2 separate regions of the Mus musculus genome follow, and region 2 is linked to region 1. The links are chromatin contacts, called in public promoter capture Hi-C maps. All regions are on one chromosome and are shown on one strand. The core of a region is the stretch at or near the end of the contact, and the rest is flanking DNA. Distances in the headings are between cores, read along the strand shown. Region 1 holds the start of Tle2 (transducin-like enhancer of split 2). Region 2 holds the start of Zfp873 (zinc finger protein 873).

The links. Capture Hi-C pulls out chosen DNA fragments and counts their contacts.
Region 2: a contact with region 1 is called in a promoter capture Hi-C map of liver. The contact joins the promoter of Zfp873 here to the promoter of Tle2 in region 1. A contact is called at or near these places in 1 of 39 promoter capture datasets (cranial neural crest), 2 of 484 Hi-C or Micro-C datasets (cardiomyocytes and nephron progenitors), 5 of 115 datasets of contacts at active chromatin or transcription factors (acute myeloid leukemia, embryonic stem cells, stem cell-derived neural progenitor cells and 1 more) and 1 of 9 other capture datasets (liver).

Annotation. Positions count from the first base shown.
Region 1 is chr10:81,571,965-81,577,397 of GRCm38.p6, reverse strand. It overlaps Tle2 (transducin-like enhancer of split 2), which reads right to left and starts at 2,111. Exons shown (of 21, transcript NM_019725.2): 1 at 1,707-2,111; 2 at 1,496-1,593; 3 at 1,099-1,162; 4 at 756-869. The coding sequence starts at 1,730.
Region 2 is chr10:82,046,255-82,052,431 of GRCm38.p6, reverse strand. It overlaps Zfp873 (zinc finger protein 873), which reads right to left and starts at 4,309. Exons shown (of 4, transcript NM_001319203.1): 1 at 4,203-4,309. The coding sequence starts at 4,205. Gm46195 (a long non-coding RNA gene) reads left to right here and starts at 4,384. Exons shown (of 2, transcript XR_001779681.1): 1 at 4,384-4,543; 2 at 4,846-5,985.

The DNA.
Region 1 (5,433 bases), core at 862-3,361:
TGCAAACATAGATGGACCGATGATGCCCAAGGCAGCACTGTGGTCATTCCCCGAGGCCCTAGAAACCTGTGTGAAAGAGTGTGTGTTTGTCTGGCATGACCCAGCTCTCTGCAGGTCTTTGGGGGGCTGTTCTGTGGTTGCCTCTGGTCGCCTACAAGGCCTGTGTCCTCCACCAGGCAAGGACCAGTAAGGACCAGCTCTCTGCTGCCCACATCAGCACCAAGTCCCACAGAAACCAGGGGAAGCAAATGGCAGGTGAGGCTCACTCAGCATCTACCTGCACAGAAAGGAGCCTAGGGTAGGGCTCCAGCATGGAATCATGAGTGTTCGGGGGCAAAACCTATAAATCCACTCATCAACAGATCTCTGAACCCTCAGGACCCCCTAGAGCCACTGGCCACTTTGGGGACTCAGGGTTAATTACAGACCTCAAAGTCAATCTCCACATAGAGTGTATCTCAGAACCCTAACACCATAGGCTGGAGTCTCAGAAGCCCATGGGATCAACCATGCAACTCCAAATGCTATCTCAGAAGCTCAAGCCCTCAGAACCTTCAGGGCTATCTCAGAACCTCCAGTCCTTGGAACTGTCAGTTATCTCAGAACTTTCAGGGCTATCTCAGATCCTTGAACCCTCAGAACCTTCAGGGCTATCTCAAATCTCAGATCCACTCAGAACCTTTGGGATGACCACCTGAAATGTGGATGAACTTAGTTAGACCCTCCCCGCAGACACCCGTACCCCACATGGTCACCTGTTTATGCATCTCAATGTTGAGTCCGTAGGACATCTCGTAGTACTGCAAAGGAGACAGTCTTGGCCAGTGTGGATAGCTGGTGCCACCCTGGGGACACTGATGGGGTGCAGCCTCGAGGGGGTGGTACGAGTATCAGGGCAAGACACAAACACCCTGAGCCCCATGGAGACCCAGACAGGGAACCCACAAGATGGATCACGGATGGGCTCAGAGAGATAGGACAATCAGGTAGTCCCCCAAATTGGAGGGGGGGGGAGACCCACAGAACAGTGCCTGGTATCCCAGCCTGCCCTTTTTAGGGAGAACACGGAAGTGGGCAGAATGGGCAGGTACTCCTTACCATCACATAATGCCTTTGCATTTCTGTCTTCTCGCTGGCCAGCTTCTCACATTCTAGCTTGAGGCTGGGCAGGAAGAATAGACAAAAATGGGGGTTGACTTGCCACACCCCACATGGGTCAGTTTCCACAGTGACAGGCAGAAGCTGCTGGCTCCCCATTCCTTTAGAAACTGTTCCCAGTCCTCTCGAGCCCAGATCTACTCCTGGGACCAAAACATTCTCAGGGAAGGCTTTCCCTGAATCCATTCATCTCACACTCTTCTGGGCACCACCTCCACCAGAAAGCCCTCCAGTAGGCCCAATGAGCCCCGCCCCTTGCCCTAGAAACCACGCCCCTCCAAGAGTCCCCGCTCACCCCCATGGGGCTTCCCAGGGCCCAGAACTAGGGCTCCCTCACCTGTGGTACTGAGCTTGAAGAAACTGGAATTCCTCTTTGATCCGGTCACAGATTTCCAGTACTGAGAACTTGAAAGGCTGGCCAGACTGCAGCGGGGTCTGAGGGGGAGAGTGGGAAAGGACACTAGGGTGAGTTCCAGGGCAACAGCAGGCAGGAGTCCCCTCCCTGGTCCCCACCTCCTGCAGCCAGAGATGGGAGTCTCCGTACTCACCGGGTGCCTTCCCTGAGGGTACATCCTGCTGATGGATGGGTGAGAGAATGGACCCCCCCAGCTTCTTGGAGGCTTGAGGATGTGGCAAAGGGACGCTGAGGTGCAGAGGTGGCGCTGGGGAGAGAATTGGGTGCGGGGAGGAGCAGGCAGTAGAATTTGGGGTGCTAAGCTAGAGCTGGGGTGCAAGGAGACTGAGCCTGGAAAAGCTAGGAGAGAAGCCGGAGCTGGGGGAGGGATTTTTACGCAAAGAAAGAGCAGCCAGGGAGAGCCTGTCGGGGCAGGGGACCAGGACCCCGCGCTGCGCCCCCCCTCCAGCCAGCGCGTCCGGGGTTGTACAACCCAGGGGCAGCTGCAGTCAGCGCCGCAGGTCTGTGGCCGCCGCCCGGGGTCGGCGCTGGTGGCCTCAGTGGCTGCGGAGCCGCCTCCCTCCGCGGGGCTCGGCTGGGAGCCGCGGGCGGGACCCGCCTTAAGGTGGCACCGCCGCCCCCGCCTGCTCTGCTTCTTCGGTTCCAAGACCCGCTGGGGAAACTGAGGCTTGGGTTCGATCCTAGTGTTCCCGCCCCACCCCCACTCAAAAAAAAAAAAAAAACCGGGGGGAGAGAAATTAGGCAAAAAAAAAAAAAAAATCTCTGTGCGCGCGCCTCTGGAGCCGTGGGGGCTGCAAGTGGCTTCTCTGGGACAGCGACACTATGCCCTTATGAAGGATAAACATCCCCAAGATCGAAAGAGAGAGAGATACACACCTGTCCCAGGAAGAGCAGACCCAGGCTATGCTTGTCAACCAATGCTGCCCCACTCTGGAGAGATCCAGGACAGAGCCCAGGGCAGCTTGGTCAGGCTCAGAGCCCACTACAGACTTGCATGCTAGTGCCACCACCAGCCAACTGGGTGGCCTCCTCTATCCAGATTGGGCTCCTAAAGGACCAGACTCTTTAAACTTAGTGCATAGAACTCTTGTGTATCTTGAACCGGAACACTAGAAAATCTTCTGCAGGGGCTTCACCACTGACCCCGCCCCCAGACCTTCACTGGGAGATTCTAGGCAGCAGCTCTACCTCTGACCACACCCCCAGCCCTTCACCGAGGGATTCTAGGCAGAAGTCACCCATGACCACGCCCCCAGCCCCTCACTAGGGATTAGAGACTCCACTCTTGACCACGCCCCCAGCCCCCTTTTACTTTTGGAGGCAAGGCCTTGCTAAGTTGCCCCTGCAAAGCTTGAGCTTGGAATTCTCAGTCCCTGTAGTAGCTGGGACAACAGGCCTCTGTGTGCCATCAGGCCACCTCCTACATCCCATCAAGTTTAAGGGTGTCCCCCAGAGCTGAGAAGCCACCTGTCACCATGGAAACCCCCTTCCCCCCAGGAATCATCCTTTGTTTCCAACTCTGGCAGGACTAGACCTCAGAAGAGGAAGGAGGGGACCCACACCTTCAATCCCAGCACTTGAAATGCAGAGGCAGGCAGATCTCTCTGAGTTTCAGGACAGCTTGGTCTACTGTGGTGGTTTGACCATGCTTGGCCCAGGGAGTAGCACTATTTGGAGGTGTGGCCTTGTTGGAGTAGGTGTAGTCTTGTTGGAGGAAGTATGCCACTCTGGGAGTGGGCTTTGAAGCTCTGCCAAGTGCCTTAGTCAGACTTCTTCTAGGGGCCTTCAGAAGAAGACACAGAACTCTCTGCTCCTCCTGTACCATGCCTGCCTGGAGGCCTTCATGCACCTGTCTCGATGATTATGGACTGACCCTCTGACTCTGTAAGCCAGCCCCAATTGCCTTGGTCATGGTGTCTGTTTACAGCAGTAAAATCTTAACTAAGATATCTACAGAGCAAGTTTCAGGACAACCAGGTTCTACACAGAGAAACCTTGTCTCAGGGAGAGGGAGGGAAAAAAAAAAACCAAGGAAAGAAACCTGAGCTCTGGTCCATCATTAAATCAATCAATAAATGTATGCCTGGTGCTACTGTGAACTACTATGCACTGGGAAACAGTGGGCAACAATCATAGGGGAAAGACCTCACATCCACATTAACGTTTGGATCTCTGTGGGCAGCTAAGTCAGCTACAGAGGACAGGGGCCTTTATGAGACTTGCACGGGGCCAGCGCTCTACAGCAGGAGGATACTAGCTGAAAACCTAGGACTTCCAGGATAAAAGGACAGAATGGAGCTCTCTCTGATCAAACTCTGGGAGATGAGCCACAGAGCAGCCAAGATCACAGCTGGCTGGTCAGGAGCTGTATGAAAAGCAACAATTTAGACAAGCGATGACAGAGGAACAAACATGAGCCACTGCGATCATATGTGTGGGAGAGCGCTCAGTAAGGTTAACATTGTAGATGGAACTTTACAAAGTCCGTGGGCCCAGAAAGTGACAGTCTTTCTGACCTAGACAGTTAGCCCTCTGAGAATGAGTGTTCTGTAACTCCTTGGAGCATCTGCCAGAATCCCCGAGAGGGGACTGGGGGCGTGGTCAAGGGTGGATCCCAGCCTAGAATCCTCCAGCGAGGAGGCTGGGGCGTGATTAGTAGTGGAGCCCCCCTTCACCCCATTCCCCACCCTAGCATCCTCCAGTAAGTGGCTGGAGCCATGGCCAGGGGTGGAGCACTCTCAGTATCTGGACCGCCATACTCTCCAGCATCCTAGGCGTTGCCCAGCCTTAAGGCTGTCGCAGGCGCTGTACAAGGTGTAGGTCCTTCTACATGGACCATTCTTTCAGGTTCTGGCCACTCATCCTCTCCCCTGCAGAGGCCTGTGCTGGTGCCTTGAAGCGCCTCCCAGCACCTGCTACTAGAAACACGGCATCTTACTCCTCAGCCCTAGTTTCTGCTTTACTGTTTACTCATTTTTCCCTTGCAGACCGAGGAACACACCTGGCTCCTGGGAAGTCTGAGAAAACAGTGTCCCACAAGCTGTCCCCAGGCCCCAGCGGTTCCTGATTCCCGGCTTTTGGTGTCTGAGAACTTCTGATCCCCAGAGGCCCCCGGGACTCCAGAATCTCCACTCCCTGAGCTATCGCCTTTGCCAACCCTCACCATCTCCCCAAATCAAGCTTGTTTGCTATTGGTTGCGTTTCCCAATCTAACCCAGGCTGGTCTCATCTGGGGAGTCAGGGTCGCAGGTGTGTGTCACCGTGCTTACACTGCCAAGATTTGCTCAGACCAGCCCCACCCCCATGTCCCACGCAGCACCCTTCCTGCTAGTGACCCTCAACCTCGGTTCTCTAAGCCTATACACTCTCCGCTGGTTTTCTATTACCCGGAGGACACATTCCCTCTTAGCACTATTTGTGCTGGCCACACCCTCTACCCTCCCCTATTCAGGTACCCTGTCATGATTGAATGACCTAATTTGAGTTCTCTTTTCCTGGAATCTCTTCTCCCCCCTAAAGCTATCTCCATCTTATTCTAAGATCAGCCCAAGGCCACCCGCTGCAGCCTCCCCAAAGAAGGGCAACTGTGAAGGAACCCAAGGCCAAAGGGAGCCTCCTAGAGGGTGGGAGCTCCTGGAAGGGGGCCACTGCCCCTCTGTTGTGCGGCCTGGGAAGCCACAGCCTCTGAGCTTCCGTGGAAGCAGAGGATATGATCAGGGGTTTCCTTTTAGAATGCCTGAACCCCATCCCTGGACAGACACCACACCCGAAGTGGGGAGCACCCTCAGCATTTCCCACCTTCCTGGGCCACTTTTTCCCATTCAGCCTGGTCATGGATCCTACACTTTGCAAAGTGGGGC
Region 2 (6,177 bases), core at 3,060-5,559, 470 kb before region 1:
TACTACAAAGCTTGGACCTCAGTTCTTCTTAATAGATTCTTTATCAGCATGGCCACTATATCTCAAGATCTGGATTAAAGGCTTGTGTGGATCTGGATCAAAATAGTGCCATCCCACCTCAAAATCCATATCAAAAGCCTCTATCTTTCAGACTCCAGATCTGGGTCAAAGCATGCAATCTTTCTCCCTCAATATCTGGAGCACTGGTTGTGATGGTTTGACTATGCTTGGCCAGGGAATGGCACTATTCGGAGGTGTGGCCTTGTTGGTGTAGGTGTGTCACCATGGGCATAGGCTTTAAGACCCTCATCTCAGCTACCTGGAAACCAGTCTTCTCTTAGCATCCTTCAGATGGAGATGTAGAACGCTCAGCTACTCCTGCACCATGCCTGCCTGTTTGCTGCCATGTTCCTGCCTTGATGATAATGAACTGAACATCCTGAACCTGTAAGCCTGCCCCAACTGTTGTCCTTATAAGAGTTGCCTTGGTCATGGTGTCGATCCACAGCAGTAAAACCCTAACTGAGACACTGGTATACCCTCCATTTCTAGATGGTCACGTTGTATGTTGTCACATTGACAAAAGAAAACAGATATCATAACTCATCCCTTGTTAAATGTGACACACAATCATATTTATGTCTAAATGAAAACAATAACCATGTCAAAATAATGCCTAACTTGATATAACTATGCCTCGTACAGCAACAAAGGCATAAACAACAAGCTTACCTAGGTTCTATCTTGCCTGAGTCCATCATTCCCTTATTTCCACTTAATATCTTCAATCTATTTATCTGCTTGAACACAGGATTTAGCTCCATTCCACTTCCTGGTGCCCCTTTAATGCTTGAACATACATTTTGTATTGAAAGAAAATAAAACTTGAGACCTGTGATTCATGTAATTTATGTCAAATAGCCCAAAGAGTTGTTAGTGAGCTTTGAAACCTGGGGCTGAGAACATAGCAGAACAGGCCAGGACATGCCCAGGCAGGCCCATCCTTAAGACATTCCTGAGGCTGCTTGGCCATAAAGATAAAGAGAATGACTGGCCTGGAGCCTCCCTATCTCCCGCCCTTCTGACCTAAGTTAAATGTTATCTGCATTTACAGTCTGCTGATGTTTAAATGAACCAATCATGTGAAACTGCGCCAATTCCTCCCCCAGTCCCAGCCCCTTTTCTATAAAAACCCCTGGCTTCCAAGCCTCGTGGTCGAATCCACTGTCTCCTGCATGAGATACATTTTGACCCGGAGTTCCACCATTAAACTACCTCGTGTTTTTACATCAAGACGATCTGTTCGTGATTCTTGGGTGCACGCCGAATCGGGAGTTGAGTGGGGGTTTCCCCACTAGGTTCTTTCAGTATCTGTCCTTGCTCATATTATTCCTTTGTAAAATGTTCTCTTACTAAGAGTGAACCACAGAACAGAGTCTACACTAGGCTGTTTTGAGATTTCCTTTGCCAAAGTAATTATTCTAAATCTCTTCACCTTAGCCTCAAGCAGCCTCTTCAGACATAGGCAAAAAGCTGTCACACTCTTCACCAAAATATCACAAGGACAATGTCTAAAAAACATATTAAAATTCTTCCCCTATGAAATCACTTGAGCCAGGCACCCAGAATTCAAATTATGCTCAGCACCACTGTCTTCCATGCTTCTAGCCCATTAAATCCCACTTAAAGCATTCCACTGCTTTCCTAATCCAAAGTCCCAAAATCTACATCTCTCAAACAAAAGCATGGTCAGGCCTATCACAGCAATACCGCAGGCCCTGGTAGCAACTTCTTAGTTAGGGTTTTAATGCTCTGAGGAGACTCCATGAATAAGGCAACTCTTATAAAGGACAACATTTTATTGGGGCTGATAATGGTTTCAGAGGCTTTGTCCATTATCCTCATGGTGGAAAGCATAGCAGTGTGTATGCAGACTTGCTGCTGGAGGTACAGCTGAGGGTACTATAGGTGATCCTCAGGAAGCAAGGAGGACAGGCAAGGAAAAGGAACACTGGGCCTAGGGGCAGGGCTGTCCATAGAAAATACAAGGGACAAGACAGAGGAAGTAATAGCTGGATCTATTGGATTAGTGAGCTGACCTTCCTGGAAAGATAGGAACATAATGATTTGACTCCCCTGGCATCATTTGCCTAAGGAAATTAGAGTACAAGTTTTAAGAGATAGGATTTGGGCTTGTGAAGGAGCCCTAGGGGAAGTTGCAAGAGGAATGAATATTGCATATGAAGAAAAGTTTGGAAAGTACTGTAGAAATAGATATATAAATGAATATATCTTAATAAAGAGATCTTGCAAGTTTTAGACAAGTTAAAAATATTAACATTATCCTGACCTGTTTAGGCACCATTCTGTTTTCATGCTAATGCTATAACCATATGTTCATGCCTAGATGACCTGTGATGTGGAGTTTTTTCTGAGAGATAAAGGTTAATGTAAAACTTGCTTTAGCAGACACTAAACTGTGTCTTTGGGTGTGCATTATGCTTTCTGGTGGCATAGTTACATGAGGTTTTTCAGAAAAACTAATGTGCTTGAGAAAAGTAATGAAAAGGCTTTGGATTATGTATTACTGCATAACAAGGAAGTGTGTAACCAATAAAAGCCTGAGATGAACTCAGAGAGAAAAAGAAAAGACAAACCAGAAAGCTGTCTCTGAGCTCAGCTTCTGAACAACTATGAGTCACCTGTCAGCTTGAGCCTGCATCATTGCCTGAGACTCTTGACTTCACACTGGTCCAATCCTCCCATTCTCAAGAACCCCAAAACAACTGAGGCTGGTCCTCAGCAATTGTTCCTAGCCACAAAAGTACAAATGATCTTGACTGGTGGCCATGGTGGCACCAAACACAGTGGGGTAAGCACTATTATATCAATCATTAATCAGGAGAATACCCTACACATTTGCCCACAGGCCAGTCTGACTCTAGCTTGTGTCAAACAGACCGAGTCTCAAACAGTACCTCTGAGACATCTCCCAACTCCCAAACACAAGACTTTTAACAAACCTCAATCACCTTAACCCTCAGTTTTCAGCCTGTGAAATGGGCACACTCACATGCAAATTTTTCAAAGTCTGTCAAGTTTAAGACAGAAGAGATGGCTCAGCAACTAAGACTTCTGCTCTAGTGGAAGAGCTGGGTTTGGTTCCCAGCACTAACATGGTGGTAAAAAATTATTCCTAGATCCTGGTGGCGACATCTAATGGCCTCTTTGGTCTTCTATGGACACCAAACACCCAACTGATAAACACAAATACAAGAAAGCCAAACACTTGTGTACAAGAAACAAATGTAGTAAATTAAAAGTACAGATCCCCATATCTCTTATATGTCACCATGGATAAAATGGCCAGAAATACACAGAAGTGGGACAAATATCGGTTGCCAAAACTATAAATATATAATAAAAAAAAAAAAATCAACGAATTCAATCAAAGGAGAGAAATTGCAAGATTGTAGACAAGAAGTCTCAGTATTATTGCAGGACACAATCTGAGCTATGGATTCAACAAACGTCCACTAAAGAGTCTAACGATTTCTGCAATGAACGACAGAAAGCCGATGACAAAAGGTCAGCATGAAAGAAAACATGAACACACAAGGCTGAATAAACAGCACAGTGACACCGTCTGGCTTCTAAGTTACCCTACACCTGCGATAAAGACTGTGCTGTTTGAGAAAGAAAGAGACCAACAAAACACGAGAGAGCACTCAGAAACAGCAACACAGTTAATGTAGGTAACCCAGTAAGTCTGGTCTTACACATGGGATTGGACCACGGTGGCATCTGCATGCGAATGTGTTAATAGCACAGACTTTACACCTGCGCAGAATTCACTGGAGATGGAGCCCACACCTGAATGGCAAATGCCAAGTGAAGAACTTCTAGAAGACTCTAGAGAAACTAGAGCTCTGCAAGTCAGAAAATCTGGCTACCGTGAAACCCGCGCATGCGCGTGCACTGAATGGTGCTTTGCACTTTGCGGACAGCAGGTCCGGCGTCCCAAGTTGTACGCAGGCGCAGAGAGGGGAACTAAGTCGATCAGAGGTCCCGCCTCCGCCTGGGAGATGAGGGGACCTCAGGGGGAACAAAGGGAATCACACCGGGCCCCGCGTCTCGCCGCCGGTTCCCGCACCCCGGGCTCCCGCAGATCCTCCCCGCGTGGGGACGGCGGCCCCGCTCACCATGGTGCGGATTCCGGGCTCACCCACTCTCCTCACAGCTCCTAGCAGCAGTTGAAAAAGCAGCACACAGAACCACAAGAGCTTCCCTAAGACTCACAGTCAAACCTGCAGCATGGTGGCGGAAGTGCCCGCCTCCGTTCTGACTGGCAGTCCGAATCCAGGCTCTGATTGGTTAATAAGGCCTCTGTGACAGGCGCTAACACTCTAGAGTCAAGAGTGCCTTACAGGGACAATGCACAGTGGTTTGCAGGGACAGAACTTTCCCAGAGCTGTGGAGATTGGCATTGCAGCTGAACTTGTGCCTGGATTGCAAAGTCATTCCGGCACTTCTCCTTCACACAGTAGGTATTTCCCCTTCTTCCTCCTGGGCACAGAATGTTAGGTCCTACAACCAGGGATAAAAAACTAAGGTGGGTACTTTATCAGCGCAGAGGCTGTCTGTCAACTTCTCCCTGCATCCCTCAGTCCATACTGCTTACAGAGTTGGCTGGCATGCCCCGACCCTACCCTGAACTTCTACAGCCCTGCTTCCCACAGCGGCCCTTCCCTTTATAATCCAACCATTTAGATTACCTAGGGGTGGGGATGTATTTTTATTTTTCATCTACCCTTTACATTCCCGATCTCTTGGTCTGCCTGAGAGGCTATTGATGGAGCCTAGTTGGAGCACAAGACCAGAGCATACTGGAGAGCCCAAAACCAAGGGATGATCACCAAGAACAGCGCAGAGTGCTACAGAGGGCAGAGCTGGAGATATGACTCAAGCCCTTTGGAGGAGCCCAGAAGATAATGTGTGTGGATCCCCAACATTGGAACAAGAAGGTGTGAAGTTGAAGTTGCCTCGGAGACTATATTAGAGATGCCAGAGCCATAGAATACCTGCCAAGGAAAACTGCTAATAGGAAGTGGAGCCAGCCAAGAGAAAGAATTGTGTTTCAGTCACCAAAGCTGAAAGGAGTTAGAGATTAGACATGAAAATGCAGAGTTTGGCGTTTCCCCAGCTGATTTCTGGTCTGGCTTTGGTCCAGTATTTCCTCACTATAATTTTGGACTGGTCATGTGCATCCTGTGATGTTGAAAATACACAATTTCCATTATGATTGAGATTTTTTTTCAGGTGATTACAGTTAAGAGATTGCATAAGTCTCAGAAGAGACTCTGAACTTTGGACTTTTAAACATTGTTGAGACTATGATATACTATGGGGACTTTTGCATTGTGGCTATGATGGCCCCTATAGACTTGTGTGTTTAAACAAGGATGTAAGGCCAGGAAATGGAATGTGGTGGTTTGAATGTGCTTGGCCCATGGGGATTGGCACGACTCAGGTGTGTCAATGTTGGGGTAGGTATGGCCTTGGAAGATGTGTGGCACTTAGCGAGGTGGGTGTTGAGGCTCCTATGGTCAAGCTTCATCCAGTGTGGGAGACTGCCTCCTCGTGGCTACCTAGGGAAGACAGCCTGTCCTGTACTGGGTACAATCAGATCAAGATGTAGAACTCTTGGCTCCTTCAACACCTTGACTGCCTGCTCACTGCTATGCTCCTACCATGATGATAATGGACTGAACCTCTGACAATGTAAGCCAGCCCCAACTAAATAGATTTCTTTATAAGACTTGCCATGGTCATGGTGTTTTTTCATAGCAATAGAACCGTAACTAAGGCACACACTCAACAATGCTTATGCCTTTTACAATAATTGAATGGTGTGAACCCAAATGGACAGGCAGTTGTACAACATGGCTCTCATGTGGCTATCACTAAAATTGTGACATCTGTTAAGGCATTCTTTCCTTGTGTTGTTTCTTAGAAAAAATGCCCTCAAAACATTGATCAGGTACCTGGCATTGGGGTATGTGGCATTATGAGAATTTAATAAGCATCACGCTGGGCAGTGGTGACACATGCCTTTAATCCCAGCACTTGGGAGGCAGAGGCAGGCAGATTTCTAAATTCAAGGCCAGCCTGGTCTAC